2 separate regions of the Mus musculus genome follow, and region 2 is linked to region 1. Evidence: chromatin contacts called from public HiChIP or PLAC-seq data. All regions are on one chromosome and are shown on one strand. Each heading gives the region's core, a stretch centred on a gene start, on an enhancer-like site or on the middle of the called end of the contact. The rest is flanking DNA. Distances are from core to core; before and after follow the strand shown. Region 1 holds the start of Bex1 (brain expressed X-linked 1). Region 2 holds the start of BC065397 (cDNA sequence BC065397).

The links. HiChIP or PLAC-seq counts read pairs in DNA pulled down with a chosen protein or histone mark.
Region 2: a contact with region 1 is called in an H3K27ac HiChIP or PLAC-seq map of epiblast stem cells, with 3 times the contacts expected there. The contact joins the promoter of BC065397 here to the promoter of Bex1 in region 1. A contact is called at or near these places in 2 of 39 promoter capture datasets (cranial neural crest and embryonic stem cells) and 2 of 115 datasets of contacts at active chromatin or transcription factors (embryonic stem cells and epiblast stem cells).

What each region holds. Positions count from the first base shown.
Region 1 is chrX:136,213,632-136,218,321 of GRCm38.p6, forward strand. Bex1 (brain expressed X-linked 1) reads right to left here and starts at 1,882. Exons shown (of 3, transcript NM_009052.2): 1 at 1,706-1,882; 2 at 1,273-1,349; 3 at 341-952. The coding sequence starts at 947. The coding sequence ends at 561. It overlaps LOC115489115 (atherin-like), which reads left to right and starts at 1,288. Exons shown (of 2, transcript XM_030251536.1): 1 at 1,288-1,372; 2 at 1,493-1,846. The coding sequence starts at 1,307. The coding sequence ends at 1,828.
Region 2 is chrX:136,740,727-136,745,416 of GRCm38.p6, forward strand. It overlaps BC065397 (cDNA sequence BC065397), which reads left to right and starts at 2,231. Exons shown (of 10, transcript NR_033324.1): 1 at 2,231-3,982. It overlaps Morf4l2 (mortality factor 4 like 2), which reads right to left and starts at 626. Exons shown (of 4, transcript NM_001168226.1): 1 at 484-626.

The sequences.
Region 1 (4,690 bases), core at 632-3,131:
AAGGTCATCCTCTGCTACATATGCAGCTGGAGCCATGAGTCCCACCATGTGTACTCTTGGGTTGGTGGTTAAGTTCCAGGGAGCTCTGGGGGTACTGGTTAGTTCATATTGTTGTTCTTCCTATGGGGCTGCAAACCCCTTCAACTTCTTCAGCCCCTTCTCTAACTCCTCCATTGGGGAGTCATCTCTTAACGCAACTAAATTCTTCATTAAATAATGTGTTCAACTTCGAAAATAAATATAAGGGAAACGTTTTTCAGATCTTCCCGTGGTGAGCACTACTTACTCCACTCATGTGGCTGTTCATACTCTTATATAAAGAAAAGATGAGTACAGAGGATGCCTTTTAAATCTGCTTTATTAGGTTCACAATAGGTAATACGGATCTTCCCATGCAATTGATAAATTCTGCTAACAAAAGAATTATAGGCCGAGTAAAAAACACAAGTTTCAATTAGAAGCTGGTAACAGGGAGAGATCTACATAAAAAGGAGTAACCTCAAAATTTGTACATCACAAGGCAGGGGTCCCCATGTCATCTTCAGAGAAAAGCTCAGGACTCAGGGCATGAGGCAAAACTCATCATGGTGGTCATGATGAGGCGGGTCAGTGCTAACCGCCCGCAGGCTGTGGCTCAGCTGCCTTTCCCTCAGCTTCTCCATGAGCTGTCTCACATCACCCCCAAACCTCTGTACGTTCTCCTCTCTCATCCTTCCCTGGGGCTCCCCAACCCTCTGCATCAGGTCCCATCTATAGTGAGCGATGGGCTGCCGAACCCGGAACCGCCTGCGACCTCCTCTAGGTGCACAGTTTTTGCCAGCCTCGGAGGTCAGGGCCACAGCTGGCTCCCTTCTGATGGTATCTTGTGGCTTTTCTTCCTTCTCCTCCTTTTTCTGATGGTCATTCTCCATGTTGAGATTTTTCACGCCTTGATCTTTGGACTCCATTACTCCTAAGAAGCAAGAGAAGGAAAAGATTTCTTCGTGGATTGATCACTAACGAGGACAAGAGTCTCTGCTTTGCACCATTCAAAATTCATTTCCCCATCTGAAAGGTCCGTAGCTCTCAAGAGGGTTGAAATCTGGCCCACCTCTTCCCCAAAGCCCACCGTGTTTCCTGCAGATATATCTGATGCATCTGCGTCATCAAAATGGAAGAATAGGATGGGAGAGATGAACCCGGTAAAGGGGTGGCAAGCAGGCCTCTGACCTACCCAGCTCTGCGCACATTCTCTTTCCTCCTCTTAGTCCCCAGCCCTGCCCCTGCACCTACCTGGGCCTATCCTTGCCTTCTCCTCTTTCTAGAGATGCTCACCACCAGGTGCGCCGCGAAGCTTCTGCTTCTCAGACCTGCGATCAACCCAGAAGGATGGGTGAGTAGGTGGGAGGGAGGACCTGTGGCGCTGTCCTGAGCGCCACCGCCCAGGCTCTTCCCGCCGCCTCGGCCGCCCCCATCCCTCCACGCCGACCCTGGGTCTCCCCCCCCCATGCAGGGATGCCGGGGTCTATGGGAAGCTGTCGCGGGGCGCATGCTCCTACTCCCCGAGGGTCTCCGCCCGGGCCCGCCGCCCCCTCCCTGTCCGGCCGCGCCGCTGCGCACACCAGGACGGCCACCTGCAGCCTCGGCCTGCGCTGCCGACGGCCCGGGTGGCGGCCACGGGACCCCGACGACGGGCTCCGCGGGTCCGGTCCGCCGTCCCCCTCACCTGCTCCGCTCTTCCTCCTCCTGCTGCTTTCCGCGCCGCCCGGGCCCGCGTGCTCTGCGCCACCAGGAGCTGCGCCACCAGGAACAGGTGCCTCCGTTAGGGATGGCGGGCTGGAGAGAGTGAGCGAGGGCAGGTCCGAGACCCAGCGAGGGGTGTGAGCCTGCGTGGGCTAGTCACGTGCCACTTGCGTCAGAAGCCAAAGCTCCGCCCCCGGCCCCAGCCCCTCTTTCCGCCCCCAGTGTCTTGCTGTGCAAAGTTCAGGTCCCTTCTTCACCTCTGGGTCCCTTTAAGGTCTCCAGCTTGGGCCCTGTCTCTCTGAGCCCTGGGCATTTCATGGCCTGACAAAAAGAAGGGCAGTGGGTGCTCTGTGGGCTGCTGGCCATTCCCAGTTCTCTGGGGGATTGATTTTCCCCTCTCCCTCTGTTCCCAGGTTGTGCCTCCTTTCTTCTGTTGTCCCCTGGACTTTTCCTTTTTACTTCCCTAAAGTATGTGGGGAAAAGTTAGTCAAGAAGTGGGCTTGTGTAGATTTAAAAAAGCTGCCTCCCTCTGTCCCTCCCTCCCCCTCCTCTCTTCTCAGTCCCTCCCTCCCCCTCCCTTGGAGACAGGGTTTCTCTGTGAGTCCTGGCTGTCCTGGAACTCACTCTGTAGTTCAGGCTGAACTGGAATTCAGAGATCCGCCCGCCTCTGCCACCCGAGTGCTCGGATTAAAGGCGTGTGCCACTACCACCTGTCTGATTTTTAAAATTTCTTAATGGAGCCCCATAGTAGTGCTCTTCGGGGGATCACGAAAAGCACCTATCTTTTATATGCAGTGATAGTAAGGCGGGGAGAGGCTTTTGATTTGAGAATAGGGCAAGCATGGGAGGAGTTAGAGACAAGGGGCTTGGGAAAGGAAAAGTGATGTAATTATATTTGTGTTAAAATTTTTGAAAAGAAAAGGAATGGCGCCTCTTGTTTGTAAAAACCCAGCACTGGGAGAACTGAGGCAGGAGGATTTCCAGTTTAACACTGGCCTAGGCTGGGGAGATCTTGTCTCATTAAAAAAAATAGTCTTATTTGAAAAACAGGATTAAATTTGGGGGAAAAAAAGCCAACCATCTGTCTCTCCTGCTAAGTCATTATATAAATATAGACTCCACAGGCAGCAGCTGCTGTTTTTGGACCTTGGAAAAAGGACAGGGCAGCTGATGCTCCCCTTGTGAGGGGCCCCTAGACATGCAAGGCATTTTCATGAGGTGAGCCAGAATTTACTGTGCTGTAAAACCTCGTCAGATTTTCACAATGAAAAGAAATGAACAAATCTCTTTCAGAAAGTTCTGCTTCAAGTGGTTCATATGTATTTGCAAGTCAATGAGCATGTATTTAAATAATCTTAAGTTACATACAGTAAATCTATTTCAGGACCAGCTTTGGTGGCTGAGAGGGCAGCAGGAGTAGTGAACAGGGAAAGGCGATCCCCCAGAGAATTGGGAATTCAGTGCAGGAAGGTTTCGGGTACATAATTAACCAACAAAATACACTTTTCTTTGGTATTCTAGTCATGAGCAAGTGGAAATTGAAACTCAGAAGTATTATGTATACACTTCATGAGCTTTAAATGTGAAGGTTTTTTTTTTCTTTCTTTCTCAAGACAGGGTTTCTCTGTGTAACCGTGATTATCCTGGGACTCACTCAATAGACCAGACTGGCCTCAAACTCAGAGATCTGCCTGCCTCTGCCTCCTGAGTGCTAGGAATAAAGATGTGCATTACCACTTTCTGGCTAAAGGTGAAATGCTTAGAAGTCAGCTATATATGAAAACTAAAACAAGGATGAGAGCATTCAAGACATACAATAACATGTACACGTTTTCTTTTTGTAGTATTGGGATAAAACCTGGGGCTTCCTGCATGGTAGGCAAGCATCTTACCATTGACCTGCATCCTCGGTCCAAGATAGTCATAGTTAAACTGTGTAATTTAAAATTTAACATATTTATCAACAGATAAAGGACTATCAAGATAGAGACTGTTTTCCTCTGTGGAAGAAGTTATCTTGTCAGTCATACAAAAATGGTCATGTGTATATTGTATAGCTTATGTTTGCTTATTCTGGACATCATGGAACAAATCATCTAGAACACACTCCTCTTTACCTGGTAGCTTTCCCTAAGCATATCTTTTGAGATTCATCTGTCATTGCTTGTGTGAGTAGCTTGTTATTTCCTTTGATTAGTAACATTAGTTTCTATATCACAATCCTGCACTTACTATCCTACTCCCAGAAAATGTGGTCTGGCTTCATGTTATGATTCCATAGGATGCGTAGTGTTCACAAAGGCAACCTCTTGCTATCCAGTCCTGTGCTTAGCTGAGTTATACCCGAATCTCATGAGGGACTGCACAATCTCCAAGGGCCCTTGGGCCTCTGCCATAAATGGTGATATGAGCTAATATAGTCCGTTGGAGTAATTTTTTGTGCATAGTAATATTCTTGTCATGGTAAATTATTAAAGCATAAAAATTTCTTGGCTGCAGGCAGTACTCTTGTTACTGCCTAGCCTGTTGCAGCAGTGCACTCATTCCAAATGTTTGGCTTTATTAATTGGTGCGTGTGCTTAAGGCAGAGAACACCTTTTGGGAGTCAGTTCTCTCGACCCACCTTGATATCAAATCCATCAGGGTATTAAACTGAGGTCATCAGACTTAGCATCAATTTCCTTTTTAACCATTGAGCCACCTCACTCAGCCTCAGTCTAGTTTCGTTTAAAAAATTGTCAGCAGGCATGGTGGTGCACGCCTTTAATCCCAGCACTTGGGAGGCAGAGGCAGGCGGATTTCTGAGTTCGAGGCCAGCCTGGTCTACAGAGTGAGTTCCAGGACAGCCAGGGCTACACAGTAAAACTCTGTCTCGAAAAAAAAACAAGTTGTCAAGCTGTCAGAAAGATATAAATGTGTACCTTCTTTTTATAGGACCATATAATGGCCATTTTCTATTCTTATAAAT
Region 2 (4,690 bases), core at 981-3,480, 530 kb after region 1:
TCTTTTTGACTTAATGTGGGAAAATTCCGACCCCCACATTCTATTAGCAATTATGAGCTAGCAATTATTTTTATCAGGAAGGCTTAATAAATGCCTGTCGTCATAATTTCTTCTAAGAAAGAGGATGATGTACAGAAAAAGATACGATATCGAGCAAATTTGCGTAATTTAAAATTTTTCATCGCCTCTAGAAATATCTTTAGTAACAATTGCTACTACCTTTCGGGGACAGGCTTCACACCGAATGCCTCACACGCACTATTTTACTAGGCACATCTGAATCCGCGTCTGAGATAGCTACTATTACCATTTTACAAACATGGAAACCGAGACACAGAAAAGAGCCTTGCCCAAGCTGGGCGTTGGCGAGCAGGAATACGAATTCCGCTTTTCCTGAATGAGAAGGCACGAGTTAATCCTATCCATAAGTCAAGAAGAAAAGAGGAAATCATCTACCCTTCCTCCCCACCCCCACCCCGAAACCTGAAACGAGAATCCAGCTCTCTCCAGCAGCCGACGTGTGATCACTGCTGCTCCTCCAACCGCCATAGTAAAGCCAGGTTTCTCTGGCAACTGATATCCATAGGCAGACACGTCACCCTGGAGGCGGGCTTAGCCCATCAGCCAATCCTAGCCGTCTTGTCTGAGTTTTAGAATGTTCCATACCCAGATGATTGGACAGCCGCCCCCACGTCAGCAGTGACACTCAGCCGCAGTAAAGGCGGGTGCTAGCAACCTGCTTCTTCATGCTTAGGGCCGACTGCAAACCAATTAGCATCCTTCTTCAGTGAGGGCTCCCGCCAATGGCGATGGTTCTTTTAGGATCTTAGCCCGCCCTCCAAGTGCGCTCCAGCCGTTGGGTCAGAAGTCTATAGGGCAGCGCGTTCACGTGGCCCGTCTTCACGACCCAGAGTTCCCCTGACCGTGGGTTTTTTTTTTCCCCCCCTCGCGCTCGCCTTCTCTCCTGCAGGGAGGCATTATGGGTTTGTGGGTCCGCTCCCCTCCCCCGCCCCCGCCCCGCTGGGAAAGGAAGTGCCGACGTGGCTGGCGGAAACAGGCTAGGCGGAAATGAGCTAAGGTTCCCGCGAGTGGGAAGAGCGAGGGCAGACCCGGGGCCACGCCCCCGAGCCTGTTGCGCAACTCGCGGACCTGGGGAGAGAGGAAAAAAAAACACCAACGCCCCCCCAAAAAAACCAAAGGCAAAGGAATGGTGAAGGTTTTGAGGTGTGAGGCGTGTGAGGGTGGTGAGTGCCACTGGGCGGATGCCTGGATGCTTTGGAGAAACGGGGTGTCTGCGCGCACGCGGGCGCAGGCAGGCTCGCGTGGCTGTGGAGTGTGGGTGTGGGCGCACAGCCGCCCTCGTGGCGCTGGCGATGATGGGTGTGCGCAGGCGTGCTGCCCTGGTGGGGACGGGAGGGGCCGTGTGTGAGTGTGTGTGTGTGTGTGTGTGTGTGTGTGTGTGCGCGCGCGCGCGTGAGCGTAGGCGAGGTCCCTCATTTTGGTGGATTTTTCTGCCTTTTTTATGTTTGCAAACTGCATTAATAAAACTGAGAATAACTAGGACAGTGCTAGTATCTAAAGGAAAGGGCTTCTGTAAGAAAAGGCCTGCCGATTTAATCAAATTCCTTTCTTTTCTTTGCCTTTTTTCGTTTTTTTGTTTGTTTTTGAGGCCTGTTGTAACTAGGTAGCCCTGGCTGGCCTGGAACTCGGAGATCCACCTGTCCCTTCACGGCCTTCGAGCGCTGGGATTAAAAGCATGCGCCACTCCACCCAGTCCGATTTAATTTTAGACCCTAGAGATGATCATTATTCCCACATTATAGTCCACCAAAATAAACTTCTTCCATGGTTAAGATTCAGAACTATATTAGTAACGTAAAAGGGCGTTTCTTTCAAGTTTCCAGTTGTACACCCCCTCCTCTCTGTCCCCAAGGCCTCCCCTTTGCCCTTCACCAAATTTACTGCGAATCTCCCTTATGCCCCCTCACCAGGTTTATCGCTAAATTGGCACACAAAATTTTAATGAAAACATAGGCAACTAAATTCCCCAGTGATAGAGACAACTCCAGTTTCCTGTGGGTGGTGAGCCTCACCTACCTTTTTTCCTAATCTCCAAGCGGAGTGATCAAATACACATTCGGCCAATTTTCCAGAAAGTTCACTGGCTGAGCAGTAAACCTCTTGAATCTGCCGCTAGATGTCACCAAATCCCAGCCAAAGGAGTTACTGCTTGGTTCCCAGGGATTGTGAGATTGATTTTTTTGCTCCACCCACTTCTTATTTTATGGGCTCCCTAATCTCTGGCTGACTCATATATATATCTTAAATTCCTAAAGATGAATAAGATCAAGTTCTGTGAAGTAACAGTACTAGGCAAGGAATTATATATCCGAAAATTCTGGTTAATTTCCTTAAGCAAAAAAAAAAAAAAAAAAAAAAGTCACCTGTTCTGGCACATCTTTTGTTTTTTCTCAGGATTGATAAATGGGCCTAAATTCTGATGCTAAAACCCTTCGTGAGCTGTGGCGCAGCCGCAGTATCAGCGCTTGGGAGGAAGAAGGGCCGCAAATTAAAGGCCAGCTTAGATTACATATTGAGGCCCCGTCACTACATAAATAAACCAATGAAAGAATATTCTTTTTGCTCACTTTTTTCCCCTCTTGAAATTTTTATCAGGTACGTGTGTTGGCCCCTCAGGTTTATGTAGTGGTTCTGTGCTGTCCGGAGTGAGAAGGTAGGTACTTAATATACCAAAAGTTATATTTTATCACGGTGAGAGTCATCACACAGTTAAAACTCTTAGTTCCTAACTACAGTTTTAAGCCTGTTCCCCCCTGAGGGAGCTCACCTGTGTGACGGACCTTACCTGAAGATCAGGCCTAGTCTCCGATGCAGGCGCCTAGGGAGACTCTCCAGCCACAAGGGCGGCTCAAGGTGTCTCTCCAGGTGTGCAGCGAAAGACCGATGCTTTCTATCTCCCTCCTTATATACTCACAGTCCAGCGGGCGTCATGGGATTCTTGTCCCGTGTCTGGTTATCTTAGCGACTGATGTCATTGGGGGCTGGTTATCAGGTACAGCCTTGGGGGTAGTGGAGTTCCTGACTAAGCTGTTTTTCGAAGACAAAGGGCATTTTCTCCCCTACTATTCTCGTTACAATTCCGAAAAAAAAAAAAACGTGGTTGTGTCTTTTAAAGTCGATAGTAAGTAGGAAAGCATTTCACTTAGGTTTCACAGCGCATAATGATGTCGCCTTGAGGGTTTTTTTTTTTCTCGATGTACCTGTGTGACCTGTGCATTTCGCGGCTAAAGTTCACCTTCATTTAGGTCTTTTCCCTCTGTTGCGGTTCACCCTATTTTCTATGGAAGGATCTCACTGAACTCAGAGTTTACTACATGGGCTATACTGGCTTGTCAGTGAGCTCCCAGGATCTGCCCATTTCTACCAACAGTCCCCCTTAAAATACGGGGGTTATAGATAGGTGCCCCATGTTCGGCTTTTATATACGTGCTGGGGAACTGAACTTAGGCCCTCATGCTTGAGCAGCAGACCCCCTACATCTCCCGAGTCAGACCATCAATTTTTAATATTTTCTCTATTTCAGATGTTGTTTTAAATCCTTCCCATAGGTATTTCTTTTTTCTTAACAAAATTCTACTACACTATAATCAGCCAAAAAAAAATAGGTTTTAGTTACTAATTATATGTATTTGTACACACGGGTGAAGGATTTTTAATTTTTTTAAATTTTACTGTTTTTAATTAGGCATACATCTACATGTGTGTATGTGACATGTGTTCAGAAGTCAGAGGCACTGGGTCCTCCGGAGCTGGAATTCCTGGCTGTTCTGAGACACCTGACATGGATGCTGGGAACCTAACTTGGGTCCTCTGGTAGAGCCGTCTCTCCAGCCACAACAGTGAAAGGTTGTCTTAAAGCAGTTCTCCAACTCAGACAAATCAGAAGCATCAGTAAAACCCAGTAAGTTATCAGAATATGAGATTCGTAGGCTCTACTTTACGGCTCATAAATCAAAGGCTTTCCGGGTGGGGCTTGGCAATCCACGCCAGTACAGATTGTTCTAGTGAATCCATGCACTCGAAAATTTGAGAACCACTGCTTTGGGCGGGGCGGGTGGGGGAGGGGAGCTAAAATGCAATACTTTTTTTTGTACACCACTAGAGGGTGCCATAGAATGTAAAGCCAAATGTGTTCTGATATACCCTGCATAGTATCAGTCTTGTTTTGCAGACTAAGAAATGTGTAGGTGTCACCATCAGTGTTCCCCTTTCAGAGTCTGAAACAAACTGGACGTTATATATTGTTCCCTGCTTTGACTGATGTTGACAAACCATTAAGATGATGATAGGAAAGCAAACCAAGTATGGCGAAGTAACTTGATGCTTTTGATGCATTTCCCCCTCTCTATTCTAGGGTATCACACAAAAGCTCAGGACTGTTCTCCTTATCTCTTACCTTTCAGTGCTCTTTCTATCCTGCAGTTACCATTTTTAGTCTATGTCATAATGTTTTATGTATGATAAACACAGTTTTGAAAACCCATTTATGGGTCACTCACTCTATTGCTCTATACACTCTAGTTCTACTAATAAGCTTATAGCTTAGGTGACACTTTGTGTTATTTTATAGTGATGAAAATGAGTTCTTGTATCCAGTTATTTCCATTCA